2 separate regions of the Danio rerio genome follow, and region 1 is linked to region 2. Evidence: chromatin contacts called from public HiCAR-type data. All regions are on one chromosome and are shown on one strand. Each heading gives the region's core, a stretch centred on a gene start, on an enhancer-like site or on the middle of the called end of the contact. The rest is flanking DNA. Distances are from core to core; before and after follow the strand shown. Region 1 holds the start of tmem263 (transmembrane protein 263). Region 2 holds the start of mterf2 (mitochondrial transcription termination factor 2).

Region 1 (3,239 bases), core at 207-2,706, 110 kb before region 2:
AGCTCATTTGTTTTATTCTGACTGCTATGCAATCATTAATTGTGAAGGCATTAAAAGAGACTTCCAATAAATGCAAACAATTATAGTCCAATGTCCAGTTGTGCAAAAAAATAAAATAAAATAAAATAACGGAGAATTTGACGTATAAAGTCATCTTTAGAACAGGAAACTTTTATTTATACAAAAGCATCTCATGTTAAAGTTATTACTAATTAAACTATTTCTGTTATCCATGAACTTTTAAAATATACTATTTTAACAAAAAAGACTAGAAAAATCAAGAAGCTCTGCATTATTAATATTAATGTTTTAATTTTCCCAGTGATGGGTTGCAGCTGGAAGGGCATCCGCTGAGTGAAACATATGCTGGATAACGTTTTATTCCGCTGTGGCGACCCCAGATTAATGAAGGGACTAAGCCGAAAAGAAAATGAAGGAATCTTTTAATTCTTTATTATTCAGATGGCCAAATTCTGACTGAGGAAAGTTGAATGTGCTGGCCAGTTTGTTATTTGCCCAATAAATGACAATAGGCTACAGTTTTTATTTTATTTTAAACTTTAACAGACTCATTTTTTCCAGATGATATATGATGTAATAAATTTGTATTTTTTTAAATAATAATTTTTCATATTTCTAAATATTAAGCAAAAGTTTTTGGTACCTCAAAAAGTGTGGCAATGATGACCATCTGACAGGCTAATCCAGCTAAAAATAGTGCTAAAAATGTCACTAAAACGCAGTAATTATACCTCATAATTAAAAAGAAAATAAGGTGAATAACTGCAAAAAGGTCCAGTTTTTTGAGAAAAAAGAACCAACCCTTTTCACCAGGCTGGCTACGGGCCTGGGGTTATATATAAATATATATTAAAAATTTAAGGCAACAAGGATTTTTTACAGTGAGATTATTCTTCTTAAAGACATCTTCAATTGGTTATTTTCAAAATTTATGATGACATACTGTTAAAAATGGGACAAATTAGCTTATATGGGGCCAAATTCTGGACTTTATCAGAAGGTGGGTGGGTTTTCCGAACCACCCGAAACCCCTCTGGCTACAGGCCTGTTTCAGAGCATTAGTTTATGGACTTTCATTTAGCATTGCAACACAGCACAAAGCAATATGCAGGTGTAACTACTTGTGAAAAAAATTCACAAGCCCTGCAGAAAAATTCCTTCAAGTTCACTCAGTTCAGTGCAGCATCAGGTTACACTTTCAGTTATTAATTTAGCAATAAATAAATCCACATATATAGGCTCTGTCTCACAAGGACAAGTTAGTTGATCTCGGTAGTAAAAGCATGGACACATCAGCACAGAAAGACGCTTCATATCATCTTCTTATGGAAGGCCTCCACTCCACACTGGCAAATATAGTGAAGTCACATCACACAGCGGAGGGTAAGAACCAGAAACGTCACTTCCTCTCCGATGTGTCCACACTAGTACGTGGTTAAAAACAGCTAGGACGCCACGTACACATTATGCAAAGATAGGTCTTTAAAAGAAAAGTGTCGTCAGGTCTCATATCCATCGTTATTTTAGCGTGTGCCATTAAGAATCGCCGAAAGCAACAGCACTTTTTGGTAACAAACAAGGGGTGGAGACAAAAGTTTTCAGCTTGATTTGCTCAAGTTTAAAGTAACAGACTTCAGACACAGTAAGTATTTACAGCACAGCTGGCAAAGTTTTTCGTTTGCATGTTATTCGAGGTCTGTTGATGTTTCATATGATATTTTACGATGAGCTTTATCGACTTGATAGACAATGGCTGGATTGTAATGCATCTCTTACCTAACGTCATTTAACTGTTGTTTGATTCGCTGCCGCCCTGTTTTTGTCTCTTTCTTCAAATATAGATTTGTTTCTGCTACTTTTACCTGTCAAAAGTTTCTCCACATAACATATTGGCATCTTCATTATGTGACTAAGGGTATACAATTTCTTGACAAATTGTTTCTCAACCTAAACCTACAGTTTTAGTGTAAAATAAAGTAAAATGCCTAAGTTATCACAAAAGCGCCACGTAAGATTCAATTTCAAGAAACAGCAATGGTTATACATTGAAGTTCGATTCAAGAGTCATTCTTTCGAGTCATTTTCAACGAATCTTTTAACTTTTTTCAACGATTCCCGAATCATTCCGACTCCGAGCGATTCTCAATGTAACTACAACCTGAGCTGACAAATGTATGGCAATCAGAATTAGCTTACATCCCAGCTAAACATTTCTAGTAAATTCTCTGTTGGTTTGCTAGGAGGTTAAGCTTAATGATAACATTGCCTGTAGGTGAGGAGCATGCTTCTGGAATGTTCTTGTAAGTTTAATTTAAGTTATTGCTTAAAATAAAAAAGAAATCCCTGCCTGCAATTCTGTTCTGTAAAGGTTAAGGTCTTCAGAGAATGTTCTTATTTGTTTCCCAAACATATTGAGGTAAAGTTGGTTTAAATTTGCACATTTGGACTTCCTCCCTTATAATATGAGTATTATTTGAAAAGTTCTAAATGGGGAAATCATATTAGCAGCCAATGACTAACTTATTAACACTGTTCACAGTGAATTAAATAGTGCTAATGTTGTTTTGAAGTCATACTTTAATGTGATATTAAAATTAGCGTATAGACAATATAGGAACATTAAAATGAACAAATGTGCGAATATAAAACCAACTTTACCTCAGTTTCAATGCTGCCCAAATGAGAACTAAAAGGAAACCATATGGGAATGTTTAGGCAAAGTTCTTTGTTTGCTGGTATTATATTTATCACATATTATTGTTCATGTACCTAATGACTTAACGAAACACTAAGTTTTAAGATTGTGTATGTTACTTTTTTATTATATCGTAAAATAAACATTTGTTTTTCTGTGGCTCAAAGTCTATATGCTCTAAAACATCATTGTGTGCTCATCCAAATAATTCCTAAAGGCAGGTGCTCGATCAAGCCAGACACAGTTGAAAAAGTAAGAAAATCGGCACCCTGCCACTTTAGCTCTCAAAAACAAATTTAATATGAAAATATTTCAGCCTACACTGTGACCTGATCAAGACTATGTAGGTTTAAACATTGTCATAAATTTGTGTTTGAGAGCTAAAGTGGCAGGATGCTGATTTTTTTTTCTTTTCTTTTTTAACTTTTTAAAAGTCTATTTGCTTCATACAGAGAGCTCAAATATTGTAGAAATTGTTTTCATTCACTTTAAACTAACACAACTTTGTTCAAATCCTGAGTTT
Region 2 (3,441 bases), core at 738-3,237:
TATGTTTTACACAGCGGATGCCCTTCCAGTTGTAACCTAAGACTGGGAAACACCCACACACTCTTACATGCATACATATACGACCAATATAGTTTACTTAATTCACCTATAATGCATGTCTTTGGACTGTGGGGGAAACCAGAGCACCCGGAAAAAAACCCTCACATACATGGGGAGAACATGCAAACTCCACACTGAAATGCCAACTGACCCAGCCAGGACCCGAACCAGCGACCTTCTTGCTGTGAGGCGACAGGGCTGAGCCATCAAGTCGCCCCTCGTTCTATTAATATCATCCTATCATTTAAATTTGTCTGTGGCGACCCCTGATAAATCAGTAACAAAGCCAGGGCCGGAGTGGGACTCCTTTTCAGCCCTGGAGTTTCAAGCCTTAGACTGGCCCACCTCAGTGCAATACCTGAATATAAATTCTGTGCTAAATCCTTTATAGATATCCAGTCTTTTGTAACAGTGGTCGCTCATAAAATTTAAATAAAACATGTAGGCTACACCTACATAAGTAACCCAAAACAGAATTACATGTCGTAACAATAAAACTGAAAAAAATTAAATTTCTCAGGCCAGGTTTGAACTCGGGTCGGCGGCGTCGTAACGCAATGTGCTGACTACTGTTTCGTGAGATTTATTAATGTAGTGAAACATCTGATTTTCAATGAGCAAGTGTAATATTCATTAATATTAATTATTTTAATTCTTATATTCACTAAGGTGCTGCTATTTGGGGTCAGATGATACATCATCATTAACCTGCAGGCTGCATTTTGCTCACAGGCTGCGTGAAAATAAATGAAAAGAGCGGAGCTGTGGCGAAACAATGAATAAAAAGAGTAAGGCTATAGTCAAATAAATAAATAAATGAAAAAAGTGTGACTGCTGAGAGTGCAAGCAGCTAGGGACACCGGCCCTCGCGGCCAAAAAACGGACCTGTCCCTCGGGAATTCTCTCGGTTCTCCCGATTAGCCAATCCGGGCCTGAACAAAGCCGGAGAAATATGAATGAATGTAACCAGTATTCCCCCCAAAAAAGTTTCAGAGATGTCTAGAACAGTGGTTCTCAAATTTTTTTCATCAAGTACCACCTCAGAAAAAAACTGTCTCTCCAAGTACCACCAAAATTAGCAGTATTGAAATACAGTAGCGTAGTAGGCCCAGTAAAGCAGCTACAACTTTGCAAAGTTAAAAAACGTTGCAGATTACCTCGGATATATAGGCTATATTTCATATATAGCAGACTATATACATCATTTTTGATAAATTTTGAAATGTGTATAGCATGTACAAGGCATATTTCATTCCTCCGTGTACCACTAGAAGGAAGCCTGTGTACCACTAGTGGTACACGTACCACAGTTTGAGAACCACTGGTCAAGAAGATTTCAACACCCTTTATTTAAAATAAAAAAGTTTTTAGTTTTCAAACAAAGAACAATGGCTGTTTTAAGCTGTGTCTTGTACAGGTAGCTCATACATGTAGTCATTGGGGGCTGATCTGTGAAGGCAGATCTCTGTGTGAGTCTCCAGATTGTGGAGTCCTCGAGGGTGGGCTGAGCGAACAGTTTGAGGAGGCAGGAATGATCCAGCATTGTGATTAAACTCCAACTGTGACTCACTATCCACTGCCCTTCAAACTAATTGCTCTCTGTGCTCATTATAGAAACCACAGCCGTTTTAAGGTACTTCATTTGTTTTCATGTGGTTAAAAGACAGTCCCCATGTAGTTTCAGTCAAAAATAGCCAGCAGAATGTTAACTCTTTGCTTGGAATATTTTGGATGCCATTCATACATGTTCATATTGTATTAAAGCCAGTTTTACGGTTTTAAGTAAGCGAGTGGTCATATCTTATTTCCTGCAGCATTATTTCCTTCTCAAAATCTGTAAATCTGAAAAGTTTCATCCTGTACGGAGAGTGGCGCTGTTTTGCTCGGACTGCATGGCTGTCATCACAAGAACAAGAAGGTGTCGTTGTTATGTCTACAGTCTCGTGTTACGTGACCGCTGTAACTGCAGAGGACAGGTATTGGTCAGTTTGTCTTATTAATATGTGTCAGTTATGATATTATTACCGACTAATAAATGCAAGCAGCTGCAAGAAACGTGCTGTTACTTATAGCGATGTCACGTCTTCTGTTTTGAAAAAGAACCAACTCCCCTTATGGGGTCTCATCAGGTTGACATAACGTTACTGTACATTAACATTGTTAGAAGTGTGTACGGTATGCGAGAGAGAGACAGACCTTCGAACTTCTTCTAATTAGAAAAACAATTATACATTCATATCATTACACGATCCAGATAAAAATCACTCTCTCCTCTTTAAAACAATATTAAACCCTCCTTCTTCACTGGGTTGACATAGTATGTTTTCAAATCCCCACAAAAAAAAAAAAAAAAAAAATTCATAATACTTATACTACATCATTAAACTACTTTTAACCAGAGCTTTAAACATTTGTAAGGGATCAGTGCCTCCACTTAGCATTGCTTTATTCTTTCTTGTTAGCCAAATGATCGTTTTAGCTTTTCCAAACAAGAAATTTATCAAAACTATTTTGTTTTTATTTAGTGCTGAAACCTTTCTTAAATTTTTGTATTAGTAATATCCACTGCCAATCATTTAATTTGGAGAGACGTTCTAAAATGCTTAACGTGAAAAAAGTTTTAACATGACTTAATGTACCTACACATTAACCAGAGAAACCCAAATTCTGTCAAACTTTACTTGTAATTAACCCAGCTACTTAAAGTATGAGTCCCAATTTCACATATAGAGTGAAAAACATCACGCTAAGCGTTTTCTTCCCATTGAAGTCTATCATTAGAAAAAACCTTAACGTGGCTTAATGTACCTTTACAACAAGCGTGGAAAATCACATTTTTATCTAATTTTACTCATGACAAACTTTCTGATGTAAAAAGAATGAGCTGTAATTTTAGTGAATGAAAATTTTCTCATAGGGCTGTTCGATTATAGGAAAAATCATAATCACGATTATTTTGGTCATAATTGTTACCACAATTATTCAAAACGATTATCAGTTGAAGTCAAAATTATTTGCCCTTCAGTGAAATTTTTTTTTGTAATAAATATTTTCCAAATGATGTTTAACAGAGCAAGGAATTTTCACAGTATTTTCCATAATATTTCTTCTGGAGAAAGTCGTATTTGTTTTAATATTGGAATAAAAGCAGGTTTAAATATTTTTAAACCTATTTTAAGGTCAATATTATTAGCCCCCCTTAATCAATATATATTTTAAATTGTCTGTAGAGGAAACCACTGTTATACAATGACTTGCCAAATTACACTAATCAGGGCTTTGAATCACACTTTAATCTAAATGCTTGTATTTTGAAAAATATCTAGTAAATATTATTTACTGTCATCATGGCAAAGATGAAAGAAATCAGTTATTAGAAAT

What was found. HiCAR-type assays count read pairs that join an accessible place to other places.
Region 1: a contact with region 2 is called in a HiCAR-type map of caudal fin, with 4 times the contacts expected there. The contact joins the promoter of tmem263 here to the promoter of mterf2 in region 2. A contact is called at or near these places in 1 of 18 Hi-C or Micro-C datasets (caudal fin) and 1 of 4 datasets of contacts at active chromatin or transcription factors (caudal fin).

What each region holds. Positions count from the first base shown.
Region 1 is chr18:16,621,737-16,624,975 of GRCz12tu, reverse strand. tmem263 (transmembrane protein 263) reads left to right here and starts at 1,456. Exons shown (of 3, transcript NM_213141.1): 1 at 1,456-1,663.
Region 2 is chr18:16,508,934-16,512,374 of GRCz12tu, reverse strand. mterf2 (mitochondrial transcription termination factor 2) reads left to right here and starts at 1,987. Exons shown (of 2, transcript NM_001044828.2): 1 at 1,987-2,036.